Regions from separate parts of the Ovis aries genome. Here region 1 is linked to region 2. The links are chromatin contacts, called in public Hi-C maps. All regions are on one chromosome and are shown on one strand. Each heading gives the region's core, a stretch centred on a gene start, on an enhancer-like site or on the middle of the called end of the contact. The rest is flanking DNA. Distances are from core to core; before and after follow the strand shown.

What was found. Hi-C and Micro-C count contacts between places; a contact is called where the count stands out from the background.
Region 1: a Hi-C map of hypothalamus shows a contact between it and region 2, with 3 times the contacts expected there. The contact joins two enhancer-like sites. A contact is called at or near these places in 6 of 16 Hi-C or Micro-C datasets (hypothalamus, liver, mixed tissues and 2 more).

What each region holds. Positions count from the first base shown.
Region 1 is chr18:30,015,398-30,018,599 of ARS-UI_Ramb_v3.0, forward strand. PEAK1 (pseudopodium enriched atypical kinase 1) reads right to left here. Exons shown (of 9, transcript XM_060401726.1): 9 at 2,201-3,202. Among named protein-coding and RNA genes, the nearest start is that of TSPAN3, 35 kb to the left of the region's middle. Within about 2 kb of position 1,669, at least 10 of the 54 cell types and tissues checked have an H3K27ac peak or open chromatin away from gene starts, as enhancers often do. A contact at or near this core is called in hypothalamus, where this site is marked.
Region 2 is chr18:29,922,637-29,925,825 of ARS-UI_Ramb_v3.0, forward strand. The region is part of intron 1 of PSTPIP1 (proline-serine-threonine phosphatase interacting protein 1); the gene reads left to right. Among named protein-coding and RNA genes, the nearest start is that of PSTPIP1, 31 kb to the left of the region's middle. Within about 2 kb of position 1,440, at least 5 of the 54 cell types and tissues checked have an H3K27ac peak or open chromatin away from gene starts, as enhancers often do. A contact at or near this core is called in hypothalamus, where this site is marked.

The sequences.
Region 1 (3,202 bases), core at 419-2,918, 93 kb after region 2:
CCAGCACCCAGGAGCCCTGCTTAGATTCTCCAGCTGGGACTGGTGACCAGTAATGCTCAGCCTTTCGGTTGCTTCCTCGTACCTTCAGAGGGTAAGCGAGCAGTTAGCTGGGATATGTGTGCGTGGAGAGAGAGTTACCTAACATCTCCAGGAGGTCAGGAGTTGTGTCCAGGCAGCCTGTTTCCACTCAGAGGTTTGCACATTTGAGAGAACTGGATCTTGGCAACCAAGATCCCTCCCCCTCCGCCCTGTATGCAATCCAGTTTTTAAGTTTCAGCTGTGAGCTGCCAACTGCAGCCCTTGGCTCCTGAGGCACTAATGAAGTCCCTTCCCTTGTAGAGCATGGGCTCTCTTACAAGGATGCATAATTAGCTGAGTCTTGGAGAAGAGCAGAGAGCTCACAGAGTGCACACCCTGTGCCAGGCACCCAGAGAGCTTCTCGTACCAGTAAATCCCAGGTAGGAAAGAACTCAAGATTCTTTGTGACCTGGGTTGAAAGAAGTCAGCTCCCAGGCACGTGGAAGCCAAAGAAAAGTTAAAGTGTTAGTCACTCATTTGTATCTGATTCTTTGTGACCCCATGGACTGTAGCCCACCAGGCTCCTCTGTCCATGGGATTCTCCATGCAAGAACAGTGGAGTGGGTTGCCATGCCCTCCTCCAGGGGATCTTCCCTACCTAGGTGATTGAACCTGGGTCTCCTGCATTGCAGGCAGATTTTTTACCATCTGAGCCACCAGAGAAGCCAAAGGCCCCACTCAAATGTCAGTGGTCCATCACCTCTGGACAATCCAGACTCAAAGGGAAGAGTGGTCTTCCTAAGGGCCCACTGACAGAATTCTTAGGAATGGATCCCATGCTGGGCAAGGTGCTGAAGGGGTAACAGGATCTCTCTCCAGTCATACCAAAAGTCAGAGGGATCCCATCTGTGGCCTTGCTCCACCCGCTTTGGAGCCTGACTTGGGCAACCCTGAACCCTCACCATCCAAGCCCGTATCTTTCAGGGGCCCCAGTTGGCCACTCTCCAGCAGAGCACTGGACAGCCACCCAAGCGTACTGTGTTCCCTCTCTATAATGTTGAGACCTCTCAGCTCCAACTGTCTCTTTCTTTGGTTCTCTCCCTCCAGAAGTCGGTTCACAACAAGGAAGGTAAGTTCCCTGAGCTCCTGTCCAGAAGCTGAGCCTATGTCCCAGGGAGTTGTCTTTCAGCTTTATCCTCTTGACCCTTCCTCCCAGGCCCAGGCAACATAGGGAGCTCTGAGGCCCACATCAGTACAGTTTTTCCTCCTCAGCAATATATAACTTGAGTCTGGAAATCACATTTCTGGAATATCCCTTAAATATTATGTCTGAAAGTTCTAGAATGCTTGCTGGTGGAGAGAAGCAGAAACACTGGGCTGGAAACAGTGTCCACGGTAAAGGGTTAAGAAATCTAAAATCTGGTCTAAATTCAGAGTCTACATGTTTGCACTTTCATCCATTCTACTCCAATGACGTGGCAGCTGTCACTGCCTCTGCCCACTGTGGACTCGTCCTGCCTGAGCCAGGAGGCCTCCTCTGTCTGCTACGGAAGCATCTGCTCATTAGCTTGTCTGCCTTTGTGAGGACCCAGTGTGTGACCGTGTACCTTTAGGAACAGGCAAAGGATGTGAATTCTGCAGCAGGTTACGCTGTACACGGTCCTGCTCTGCTCATATTGTCTGCAGAGCTCTGAGATGACCACTGAGAGGCTCAGCCTCAGCCAGCTAACCAAACCGTTTAAATAAACCCAGGACCTTTTAAACAAACCCAGGGCGTCAGAGGATGAGATAGCTGGATGGCATTACCGATGCAATAGACATGAACTTGGGCAAACTTCGGGAGATGGTGAGGGACAGAGAGAGGCCTGGGCTGCTGCAGCCCACGAGGTCCCGAAGAGTCGGACACCACTGGGCGACTAACAGGACCTCTATATGGTGACTGGTCACTAGGGGGCGATCTCACACAGCAAACCTGCAGCCCTCTGAGCTCTGGGGGAAAGCTGAAGGCCTTCACTTGCCCTTCTATGGCTGGTTTTCTCAGTTCAGGGAGGGAATGAATTGAAAACAAGTCCAGGTCAGCAGGGAGGAGCATCTGAGAAGGCACACCTCCTGCGAGTTAAGATGTAACCATGTCCGCGGCACGTCAGTGTGGAGAGAAGCTGAAAAGACAAGAGCTTGTCTGTTTTTACTGGATATGAAAATGAATTTATTTACACAGTAACATGATGCCACAGAGAACACAGCAAAGTACCACAGCAAACCAAAGGGCGGCGCCACCTGGTGACAGAGGGGACCTTTTGTTGGTAGGTTTCTACAACTCTAAAATATGTTAAGTAGAGAGGTGACGCTCCAGGAAAGAACAAAAGAAACAAGATTTTCAAAAAGCGAGCATGGGCAGAGCCAGTGGGGAATGAAAGAGAGCGGAATGAGGACTGCCATGATTCAAACCACTGAAAGGACAACATCTTGCTTCTGCCCTCATCTCATACCAAAATGCCCGGCGTTATCAACAGAAAAATCCCATCCCGGTGTGTTCGCATGTAACACCTTTTAAAACTGCTAAGGGAAGGGATAACCAAGTAGTTATTTGGAGCAAATTTCCTGAAGCAGTGTGGTTTATCTTTCAAAAATGCTACCCTGAAGCCATAGGGCTGGTTCAACATTCAAGTTATCGGGAGCGCGGACACACACACTTTCCACACACTACACGGGCAAAGTGGATTTTCCATAATATAATATTTGTAGCAAAATATATGACTCTGTACTTCTGCTAGGTTAAAAAATGTCCGACCTCTTTTGATTCCCTGAAACTTTCTTGATTTAAAAAATAAAAGTGGAGGCAAACAGATGGGGAAAAGTGAGAAGCTGGAATAAATGCTGCGGCGTGGGAAACACCTGACGGGATGTCCCGGATGCAAGTCCCTGCAGCCCGCCCGGGGAAAAGGGGAAAAGCTTCTGCATTGGCTGACGCAAAAACCTACTCTAATTTCAGACAGCTGCGGAGAGAGGGTGTGTAACAGCTGTATAGCACCTTGTACTTTCTGGGCACTTATAAATATTAAAATGGTGGTGATGAGTGGTGAACACCTCGGTTTATAAAAAATACTAGACTTTTTAAAAGAAATTTCCCAAGAGTTTTTTTTTAAACAAACCTATTGAAACTACCACATCTCTTTAAAAAAAA
Region 2 (3,189 bases), core at 190-2,689:
TCAAACTCATGTCCACTGCATCAGTGATGCCATCCAGCTATCTCATCCTCTGTCGTCCCCTTCTCCTCCTGCCCTCAATCTTTCCCAGCTTTAGGGCCTTTTCTAATGAGCTGCCTCTCTGCATCAGGTGGCCAAAGTGTTGGAGCTTCGGCATCAGTCCTTCCAATGAATATTCAGGGTTGATTTCCTTGCAGTCCAATGGACTCTCAAGAGTCTTCTTCAGCACCACAGTTCGAAAGTCTCTGGGAAATCTTGGTGATGATTTCCCTGAGTGGTCTGGAGTTGAGAAAGGCCTTGGGGTTTATTGAGTATTGAGTTTAATGCATTGGGCTATGATCCTGGGGACAATGAGGAGGAGAGCCAAGCATTACTCCTGTTCAGCAGGCTCTTATTTCAGTGCAGTGATAGACAATGTATCAACCTAAGATGACAATAGGAACAAGTGCTCAGAAGAGACAGAAGGGAGAGCCAGGCAAAGATGCTGCACACAGGGGATCAGCATGTGCAGAGGCCCTGGTGCAGGGGGAACATGGTATATAAGAGGAACTGGTGAGTGGCCAAATGACTGTGGGCAAAGAACCAGAATAAGAGACGAGAAGTGAAGCAGGAGGGATGGAGGTGACAGGGCAGGGCCTAGGGTGGTGGCAGTGAGAGGTGGATGGGTAGACTGGGGAGGTGCATAAAAGAAGGTGATGGAGGGAGGGGTGTGCATAACCTGGTAGGTGGTGGTGCCTTTGCTGAGAAGGGAGCTCTGGAGGAGGAGCAGGTTTGTAGGGTGAAGAGCCCGGTTTCGGACACTCTGAGGTGTCTGTGGGATGTGAGGTCCAAAGGGAGGTGAGGACCAGTAGGCTGCAGGCCCTGGCCTCTGGGAGGGGTCTGGGCAGGATGTAGTCATGTTGTGGGTGAGGGACAGGGTGTATAGAGTTGGCCGTGCTGGGCCTAGAGCGGCTCTAACTGTAAATGGGTCGATTGAGGCAGAAGATGCATGTGTGAGAAGGAAGTGTAACCGCTGGCAAAGTGTCGGTTCTGGCAGAGTCCTGACCTCTCCACCCCCTACCAAGGCAAGTGGGGTGACCATGCCACCACCCCACCTTCCTCTGGTGAGAAGCAGAAAGCGTCACCACTTGCCAGCTGTGTAGCCACTGTCAGTTTCTTCACCTCTCTGACCTTTGTTTTTCTCATCTGTGAAATGGGGCTAATGATGGTGCCCTCCCTGCCTGGCAGAGTTGCCAGCGTTAAGTAATGAGGCCAGCATTGGAATGCACATCAGCAGCACCTGGAAGCTTGTTGAAACAGTGCGCTGGGCCCTGCCTCTGAGCTTCGGCTCCCGGAGGACAGCAGTGGAGCGGGAGAAGCTGTGCTTCTGAGGACTGCCAGGTGCTGCTGCTGCTGCTGCTGCTGGTCAGTTTCCTGAGTCCCCGTGGGAGGAGGGAGCCCCTTATGAAGCCTGCCTTGCAAGGACGGTGAGGAGGTTCTGGCGGGTGGAGTCGGTGGAGTCTTCAGCACACGTGGTGCTTGCTAGTGGTAAAGAACTTGCCTGTTGACGCAGGAGACAAAACAGAACGCGGGTTTGATCCAGGAAGTGAGTCGTCATTTGATCCAGGAAGACCCCCTGGAGGAGGGCATGGCAATCCAGTCCAGGATTCTTGCTTGGAGAATCCCGTGGACAGAGGAGACTGGCGGGCTACAGTCCATAGCGTTGGAAAGAGTCATACACGACTGAAGCGACATAGCACGCGCGCTCACAGGCACGCAGGCGGGGGTGGGCAGAGCTGTATCGCTGGGTGTCATGTGGTCATATGGCCACCAGGGGGCAGGCACGCTGCTCTGCACAGGGATGCAGCCAGTGACAGGACGCCTCACCTGGCAAGGTTTGGCGTGTGTGTGTGTGTGTGTGTGTGTGTGTGTGTGCGCGCGTGTGCGTGTCGCTCAGCCATGTCTGACTCTTTGTGAACCCATGGACCTGTCAGGCTCTTCTGTCCATGGAATTCTCCAGGCAAGAATACTGGAGTGAGTTGCCATTCCCTTCTCCAGGGTATCTTCCTGACCCAGGGATCGAGCCCAGGTCTCCTGAATTGCAGGCAGATTCTTTACCCTCTGAGCCACCATCAGCCTCACTGGCTCTGGCTCCTCGGGTGGCCTGGTGAGCAAGGAGCGGTAGCGTATTTTTGCCTCCTTGGGTAAGGGGCCATGGTCAGGGGCAGAGAATTTTACCCTTGAGAGCAGACAAACCTTGCTTCAGAGCCAGTCTGCAGCCCCCGCACACCGTCTCTGCGCACTTGGAGACTCGGCGCCCATCAGCCCACAGGGATGTAGGGGGTGATAGGAGGGGAGCCCACTCTATGGGAGCTGCTTCAGGGGGAGGCCTCCAACCCGAAGGCGAATTCAGTGGGCATTTCTGATAAGACGGGGGGTGCATGTGGTAAGCTCTTAGGTGGGGCATTTGGGAGGTACAGCTCAGATCAGGTTCAGGGGCCTGGGGGACCCCCAGGACTGGTCAGGGTGTGCAGATGTGGGCTCAGAGGAGGGTGGCATAATGACAGCAACCCTTGCAAAGCATCTACTTTGCACCAGGTCTTAAGAGACCTTTATACGTATTAATTCGTTTAATCCTCACAACCATTTTGCTTGTGATATCATTATCCCCATTTTACAGATGGGAAAATTGAGACATAGAGAGGCTAGGTCATTTGTCTAAGATCATACAGAGACTGTGTGGCGCAGCTTGGAATGAACCCAGGCATCTGGCTCCAGGGTCTGCTTCTAATGTACATGGGAGTCAAGGGCAGGAAGCTCTAGCCAGGTTCCTCACCTCGGATTCCGAGCCACCTCCCTCCTCTGCCAGGAGGGGGAGCTCGCCCCTCAGAGAGGCCTCTGCGGGAGAGCAGGTGGGTTGGGAGAGGCACTTTCCCATCAGTCCTGTTCTGACCAAGGTGCGCCTCACCCATCAGCAGCAGACAGGAGTGGGTCCTGAGTGAGCTCCCACATCTTAGCTCAGACCTCACCTCTGTTCATCTCTCTGAGTGACAGCCTCCTTGGCAGGACTGCCAGATAAAATATAGACTGTCCCATTAAGCTTCAGATAACAAATATTTTAAAAATGTAAGTATGTTCTAAATTTTACATGGGGCATGTTTATATTCAAAGCTCTTATTGTCTATCTGAAATTTGAACTTAACTGGGTGTCCT